Regions from separate parts of the Sus scrofa genome. Here region 2 is linked to region 1. The links are chromatin contacts, called in public HiChIP or PLAC-seq maps. All regions are on one chromosome and are shown on one strand. The core of a region is the stretch at or near the end of the contact, and the rest is flanking DNA. Distances in the headings are between cores, read along the strand shown. Region 1 holds the start of TIMP4 (metalloproteinase inhibitor 4). Region 2 holds the start of PPARG (peroxisome proliferator activated receptor gamma).

The links. HiChIP or PLAC-seq counts read pairs in DNA pulled down with a chosen protein or histone mark.
Region 2: an H3K27ac HiChIP or PLAC-seq map of alveolar macrophages shows a contact between it and region 1. The contact joins the promoter of PPARG here to the promoter of TIMP4 in region 1. A contact is called at or near these places in 2 of 2 datasets of contacts at active chromatin or transcription factors (alveolar macrophages and skeletal muscle).

Annotation. Positions count from the first base shown.
Region 1 is chr13:68,189,565-68,193,466 of Sscrofa11.1, forward strand. TIMP4 (metalloproteinase inhibitor 4) reads right to left here and starts at 1,635. Exons shown (of 5, transcript XM_021069344.1): 1 at 1,148-1,635. The coding sequence starts at 1,286. SYN2 (synapsin-2) reads left to right here. Exons shown (of 14, transcript XM_021069343.1): 7 at 3,871-3,902.
Region 2 is chr13:68,362,661-68,366,111 of Sscrofa11.1, forward strand. PPARG (peroxisome proliferator activated receptor gamma) reads left to right here and starts at 1,341. Exons shown (of 7, transcript NM_214379.1): 1 at 1,341-1,435. The coding sequence starts at 1,357.

The DNA of each region.
Region 1 (3,902 bases), core at 385-2,884:
TCCCATTGTGGTGCAGTGGTTAACGAATCTGACTAGGAACCATGAGGTTGTGGGTTCGATCTCTGGCCTTGCTCAGTGGGTTAAGGATCTGGCATTGCCTTGAGCTGTGGTGTAGGTTGCAGACGTGGCTTGGATCCCACGTTGCTGTGGCTCTGGCATAGGCCAGTAGCTTCAGCTCCGATTAGACCCCTAGCCTGGGAACCTCCATATGCCTCGGGAAACGGCCCTAGAAAAGGCAAAAAAAAAAAAAAAAAAGACCAACAGCACAGGATGGAAGGAGCACAGAAATGTTAAGAGGCGCTGTGGAAGCAACAAGGAGGCAGGAAACCTTCAGAGAAGAGATACTGAGAAAGATCTTGAAGGATAAATAGGAGTTTGCTAGGAATTTTTGTTGTTGTTGTTGTTTGTTTTTTAGTGCTGCACCCTCCGGATATGGAGGTTCCCAGGCTAGGGGTCTAATCAGAGCTGTTGCTGTCGACCTATGCCAGAGCCACAGCAACGCCACATCCGAGCCACGACTGGGACCTACATACACCACAGCTCACGGCAATACCAGATCCTTAACCCGCTGAGCAAGGCCAGGGATCCAACCCGAAATCTCATCGTTCCTAGTTGGATTCGTTTCCGCTGTGCCACGATGGAAACTCCGTGAGTTTGCTAGGAATTTAAGGGTTTCAAGGAAGGGCATTCCAGGCGGAGGGAGGGAGAGAAAGGGCAAAAGGTGTGTGTTGGGGTGGGGGCATGGTGGCACCCTCAGTTATAGGTTTGGACACAGAGGGGTGTTTATAACGAAAGACCCCACCTCCCGCCCCACTTCTGGCTTCCCCTCCCCCCATCCAGTAGATCAGAATAATCACTAATAGTCCCAGTAGCTTGCTCAATGACACCCCATAGTTACAGTAGGCAGGTTAGAGGGGATCTCTGTGGCGGCCCTTGGCAGTCTATTCCCTTGCTAGTCAGCCTGTCTCTGCGCTTGCAAGGTTGCTATGGTGCCGGCCCCGCCCGACCCATTAGCCTCTGCAGGCGGCAACGGGTGCGGCGATTTGAGCTCCTCCCTTTCCCTCCAGACTCAAGGTCTCCAGCTCCGGCCCACATAGATCCCACACAACCACCCCCAGCTGGGATCTCCAGGCTCCCCGGGACTCACCAAGCGCCGAGTGGCAGACGTGCTGCTGGGGGTGCGCGGGGGCGCAGCTGCACGCTTCACTCAGCCCCGGCGGCCGAAGCAGTGCCAGCAACCGCAGCAACAGCGCCCAGCTCGGCGCGGTCCGGGGGCTCCGGGGCATGACACTGCAGAGACCCAACTGAGCCTGTGGGGTCGGTCGGACCAAACAGCCCCTCCAGAGCTCTTCCAGAACGCGTCGCGCCCCTTGCCCCTGGCTTTATGAGGTGGACCTAGGGCCAATCCCGCCCCATTTGCTCCGCCCTCTTTTGGCTGTAGGCCATCCGGGCTTCGGGCTCTCGGCCCTCCTGGCGGGCAGGTTCAGTAAGATGAGGGATGCAAGGAGAGAGTCCCCTACCTGTGTTTCCTGCCTGAGCTTTCTATAAGTAGAGGGATGGCACTGGGAAAGGGGGTGGTTTCAGGGCAGAAGATAGCACAGCAAAACAAAGGCGAACAGGGGCAAAGACACAAGGGACTGTGATTCAGGCAAAAAGAACAAGAGTTCGGAGAGGCACAAAGAGGGAGACAGGCAGAGTCAGAGAGAGGCAGACGGAATTACAACAGGCAAAAGAGACAGTGACAGAGGAGGACAGACCCCTTGCGGAGCTGCACACTGGGAATGAGACAAGCTACTCAGGGCTTCTTTCAGCTGCAGGAAGTGTTTTCAATGCCCTATTTATGAGGCTCCAAAGCAACAGCAAACAGTAATGGAATGGGACAGAGAAAGTTGGGGGGGGGGCGATGTGTGTCTTGGCTCTGTCCACTGGTGGGTGGGGAGAGATAGCCCAGAAAGCAGCCAGTGCTTTAGAAACCCTTTCCCTTTCCCGTACCCAGCCTCAGACTCTGCACATAGCTGAGGACAGCACTCTTGGCGGGGGCTCAGAGCACAGGGTATCCTATCACTTAGGGCAAACCGAGCCCTCAAAGCCCTCTCCAGATCCTAGGCTACACTGATCCCTACCTCAGGTCCCCACTCAGCCAAGAGACTAAGTCTTGTTATAGAGGGTAGGGCAGCTTAGAAAGCAAAGAAGCACGGAGCCTGCAGCCATCTGACTAGAACCTTGTCCACTGTTTGACATACAGCATAGTGCTCCAAGGCTTCATATAGAAAGAAACCTATGGGATTATTATTGTGGAATGTTTCCACACAGCAGTCCTTCAGAAGGTAGGAAGCTGGGTACTGAATCTATCACCAGGTAGCTTTGCAGTTTGTGTTTGTTCGTTTGTTTTTGTCTTTTCTAGGCCACACCCACGGCATATGGAGGTTCCCTGGCTAGGGGTCTGATTAGAGCTGTAGCCATTGGCCTACGTCAGCGCCACAGCAACGTCAGATCTGCGCTGCATCTGTGACCTACACCACATCTCACGGCAATGCCAGATCCTTAACCCACTGAGCATTGAGGCCAGGGATTGAACCCACATCCTCATGGATACTAGTCAGGTTCGCTAACCACTGAGCCACAATGGGAACTCCTAGCTTTGAATCTTTTGCCTGAGCCACACTGTTTTTTCCATAAAGTAGGGTTGAACTACGAGGCCCTTTGAAACTGAACTGGCCTCAGTCAGAAATACTGAAATCCTCAGGTCAGGTACTCCCTGTATCTGGTCACCCTTAGGATTCCCATGGAATCTGACTTATCATCAGAATCAACATTATTTCCTATGAAAGATGTCTTTTCATTTCAATGTGGTGATGTTGGAAAAGAAGGAAACTGAAAGAGCTGAGCCTGACTGAGAAGGATGAGATTTGGTGTCTAGGTTTGGTTCTTCATACAACACCCAAACCAAAATAGAGTCTGATGTGTTAGCAGATGGGATCTCAGAAACATCCAGTCTAGACTCTTCCTTGGGCAGATGTGAAGGCTGAGGCTTGCAGGACTTGCAGAGAGGACTGGAATGCAAGGCAAGACTCCTGACGCCTAGCGTAGTGCTCCTTCTACTCCAACCATGGTACTTCTCCCATTGCCGCTTCATCAGAGCTTGAAATCCTGCCTTTGGAGGGCAGTTCTTCTTTCACATTTTTATTGTTCCTCTGTTACAATGCGGCTACCTCAAGGTAGTGTTCACTCTCCTAGGATCTCTTTTGGAAGATAAACATGTTTAATTCTTTTGTCAGGTGTCTTCCAAGCCCCAAGCTGGCCTTCACATAGTAAGCTGTGTTTGGTGGTAAGGTAAGAGTGTTGGTGAGCAAGAAAGAGAGTGTGAAAGGGGAGAAAAGCCAGGTTCAGTACAGGAAAGCTGCACACGTGAAGGAGGAGAGGAGGGTACTAAGAAGTACCTGACAAAAGGGACATTAAGATTCCAAAGATACACTTCTTTTAAAATTTGAGTTTACTAAAGAATATTTTACATACAGTAAAATTTACCCTTTCAAAGATGCATTTTTTAAAAAAAATTCTTCTTTGCTAAGGGCCAGTCCAATTCCAGGCCAGGGTTTGTCCAATGCAGAGAGGTTTGAAGCAATAAGTTTTAAAAATGTAGAGAGTAGCAAGTAGGAAAGCAGGTTTTTATAGCTCTACCGCTAATATGTTGTGATCTTAAGCAAGTCACTGTTCCCCTATAGGCTTCAGTTTTTAAATTTGTGAAGCAAGTAGGTTGCATTATTTTTTTAAAGAGCCCTTCCAAGCATGTTCCCAAGAAAAATATCTGTAAGATTCCACAGAGACACAGGTACAGTCTGACCAATTCGTTCCTTTCTCTGCTTTCAGCTGACACTGCCCACGTTCCCTGTGGTGGTGAA
Region 2 (3,451 bases), core at 91-2,590, 170 kb after region 1:
ACAAAACTGACCACAATTCCTCGCCAACCTATCAGTATAAATCCTTTTTTTTTTTTTCTGGTAATGCATTATTCCTGTCAGGGAGAACTCCACATTTTTCATTATGATCTGGAATTTATGCTTAAACATTAACCAATGTTCAGGCATCAGCTGATGCAGTATTGCTGCATATGCTATAATTGGATAAACTTCATAATTAAATTTTTGAAAGCAGACTCTGATATGTAAAATCTAAACTGTATCAAGCCCTCTCTATGTCCAGTCTCTCAACTCTTTAATTGTATGGCATTTAGATAGCTGTCAGTATCATTTTTTACATACTTTACAAAGTAGTAGAATAAATACCTTAGAACAGAATATTTCAGTAGCTGATAGCAAATTTTAAACTATGAACACATGCTTGAATTCAGAAGTCTTCTTCAGATATCAGATAATGGGCAGACAGAAAAAAAAAAAAACTGTGTGCAAGTTGGTTTATCCGGTATTTCTTTTTAAAGAAATTTTTAAATTATAGTTGATTTACAATGTTGTTCCAGTTTCTGCTGTACAGCAAAGTGACCCAGTCATACACCTATATACATTCTTATATTATCTTCCATCATGTTCTATCCTAAGAAATTGGATATAGTTGCTGTACAACAGGACCTCATTGCTTATCCATTTAAATGTAATAGTTTGCATCTTAACCCCAAACTCTCAGTCCATCCCACTCCCTTTGTCTATTTCATAACTCAGGGATGTAAACTTTTCAATTAAGAAGCAATTGTGAGTTCCTGCTGTGGCTCGGTGGGTTAAGAACCCAACTAGTATCCATGAGGATCCGGGTTCAATCCTTGGTCTCACTTAGTAGGTTAAGGATCCAGCATTGCTGTGGCTGTGGTGTAGGCTGGCAGCTGTAGCTCTGATTCGACCCCTATCCTTAGAACTTCCATATGCTGCAGGTACAGCCCTGAAAAGACACAAAAAAGAAGCAAGTGGATGTTGAGCAGTCTCTTTGAGAGTTCTGAACACTGCACTGCTTGTGCCCCTCACAAGACACTGAACATGTGGGTCACTGGCGAGACAGTGTGGCAATGTATTCCTTGTAATGTACCAAGTCTTGCCAAAGCAGTGAACAATATTATGACACAACGTTTTGTCACAGCTGGCCCCTAACAGGAGTGTGCCAGCCAGTTCAGCCCTGGTCCTGTGGGAGTTGATTCCCACCTCTCCAGTATTTGGAAACTGATGTCCTGACTCATTGGTGCCTTCACCAGTTCTACAACCAGGAATCTTTTCCCTTTAATGGATTGGCCTTTTGCAAGAAATAGACAAAATATCAGTGTGAATGACAGCAAACCCCTATTCCATGCTGTCATGGGTGAAACTCTGGGAGATTCTCTTATTGACCCAGAAAGCGATGCCTTCGACACGCTGTCTGCAAACATTTCACAAGGTAAAGTCGGTCCAGATACGGCTACTGGGCACTTCGGGTGTTTTGGAAGGGTACAGTTGTTCTTGTAGCTTGTTTTCCAAGTTTTATTTGTTCTGATTCTATGATGTGTATGTTTCAGTCTCTTGCTGCTCTGTGTTCACTTATGCGTATATTCAGATCTTTAAAAAAAGAAACCTAATCTAATCCCTATTTTATCTGGGCACATGACTCCTGTGTCCTGAATTTTAAGCAACCAAAGTATATATTTTAAAATTTTTATTCATTTTTATTTTCTGAGTTTGCATTTTCCCCAAAACACCTAAGGTCTTTTTTTTAGAATACCTGGGGGGTCACTTTTTTCCTTTTAGCTTTACATGTCACGTGTCTCTCAGCACAGTTTTTCTCTCTCTCCTGGGATTTATTCCTCTTAAAGTGTCTTAGCACGTTTTTGTTCTACTTTGAAATCTAGATAATTGCGTATGCCTTGTATCTCTCCCAAAGAATCATAACTTCCAGAGTGGAAGACCACATTGTATTTTCCTTGTATTTGTTAGGATTACAGAGCATAGCACCTTAGGCTTTGTAGAACAGAGTGCACGGACCTTGGCGAAGGCCTCTTCTAAGCATCTCATTTTACAGATGGAGAAAATGAGGCCCCAAAATGCCTGTGGCAGGCTAAATAAATGATTATTCCTTTTACTCAGATATAAAAGATTCAAACAGATAACCTCATTTTCAGCATATCTTTCTCGGCCATTGCAAAATTATATTCTTTATTTCTACAGCTCCTTCTACTGGAGTGTCTTAGCACAGCTGCTTCTGCTTTATACTGTTTCGCATTTGTTTCTGTATTTCCATTTTTTTTCTCTTCTCAAAGATGCCACATAAAAATAGATTGTGTTAACTAGTCTGATTCCTATTTTATACTTTAAGTGCTTAAGCGTTAAAATTAAGTTCCTTAATTATTGAAATGGATGGCTTTACATTTTAATGTTTTAATTTTTCTGGAAGCCTAAAGTTTGAACATATTAATCACAGATTTTTTAAATATCAAGATTTGAAAATTATGAAAAAATATTTCCTGAAATAGCATTTCATTTTATTATGATGACTAGACTCAATGCATATTTGTATGGGAGTTTTGTTTCATTGTATTATATAAAAGTCTATTATTCTGTTTTTCTACAAGTCTGCTTTCTCTAGTTATTAATTTAGGCTGCATCAGGGCAGAATGTCCTAACTATACTGTAAAATTATTCTTGAGTCAAGATTTAATAGTTTTGTCTGTTTGAAAGGAATATTGAGTCAAGATTTAATAGTTTTGTCTGTTTGAAAGGAATATGTCCAGAATGCAGTACAACCAATATTTTAAATTAACTCGGGGGGCAAGAACTGGTTATGGTAAGCAATAGTTATGTGTTTTAAGTTAGTTTTCATTCTGTACTAGTCTCTTTATTTTTATGCCTTGATTTTGCCCTGGGTTTAATTTTTTGAGTGTCAAATCCGCTTCAAAAGAATAACCCAGTACTTTTCTTTTTAATTAACCTGGTATAGAATAAAATCATTAGCAATCAAGAAGTTATTTGTTGGGGAGTTCCCATCGTGGTGCAGCGGAAACGAATCCAACTAGTTAAGGATTCGGTGTTGTGGAAACGAACCTGACTAGTATCCATGAGGATGAGGGGTTTGACTCCTGACTTCACTCAGTGGGTTACAGATCAGGGATCCAGTGTTGCCATGAGCTGTGGTGTAGGTCGCAGATGTGGCTTGGGTATGGTGTTACTGTGCCTGTGACATAAGTAGCTTATGTGGTTTGGATCCCAAGTTGCTGTGGCTATGGCGTAGGCTGGCAGTTCTGATTTGACCCCTAGCCTGGGATCAGTGCTTAAGCATTAAAATTAATTGCATATGCTGCAGGTGTGACCCTAAAAATAAAAAAGAAAGAAATTATATATTGTACCATTTAACTCTTACGTTATATGGTCTCTGATTTTTCCTTATTCATAAATGTTTTTCTGTTAAAAATATGAGTTTCTA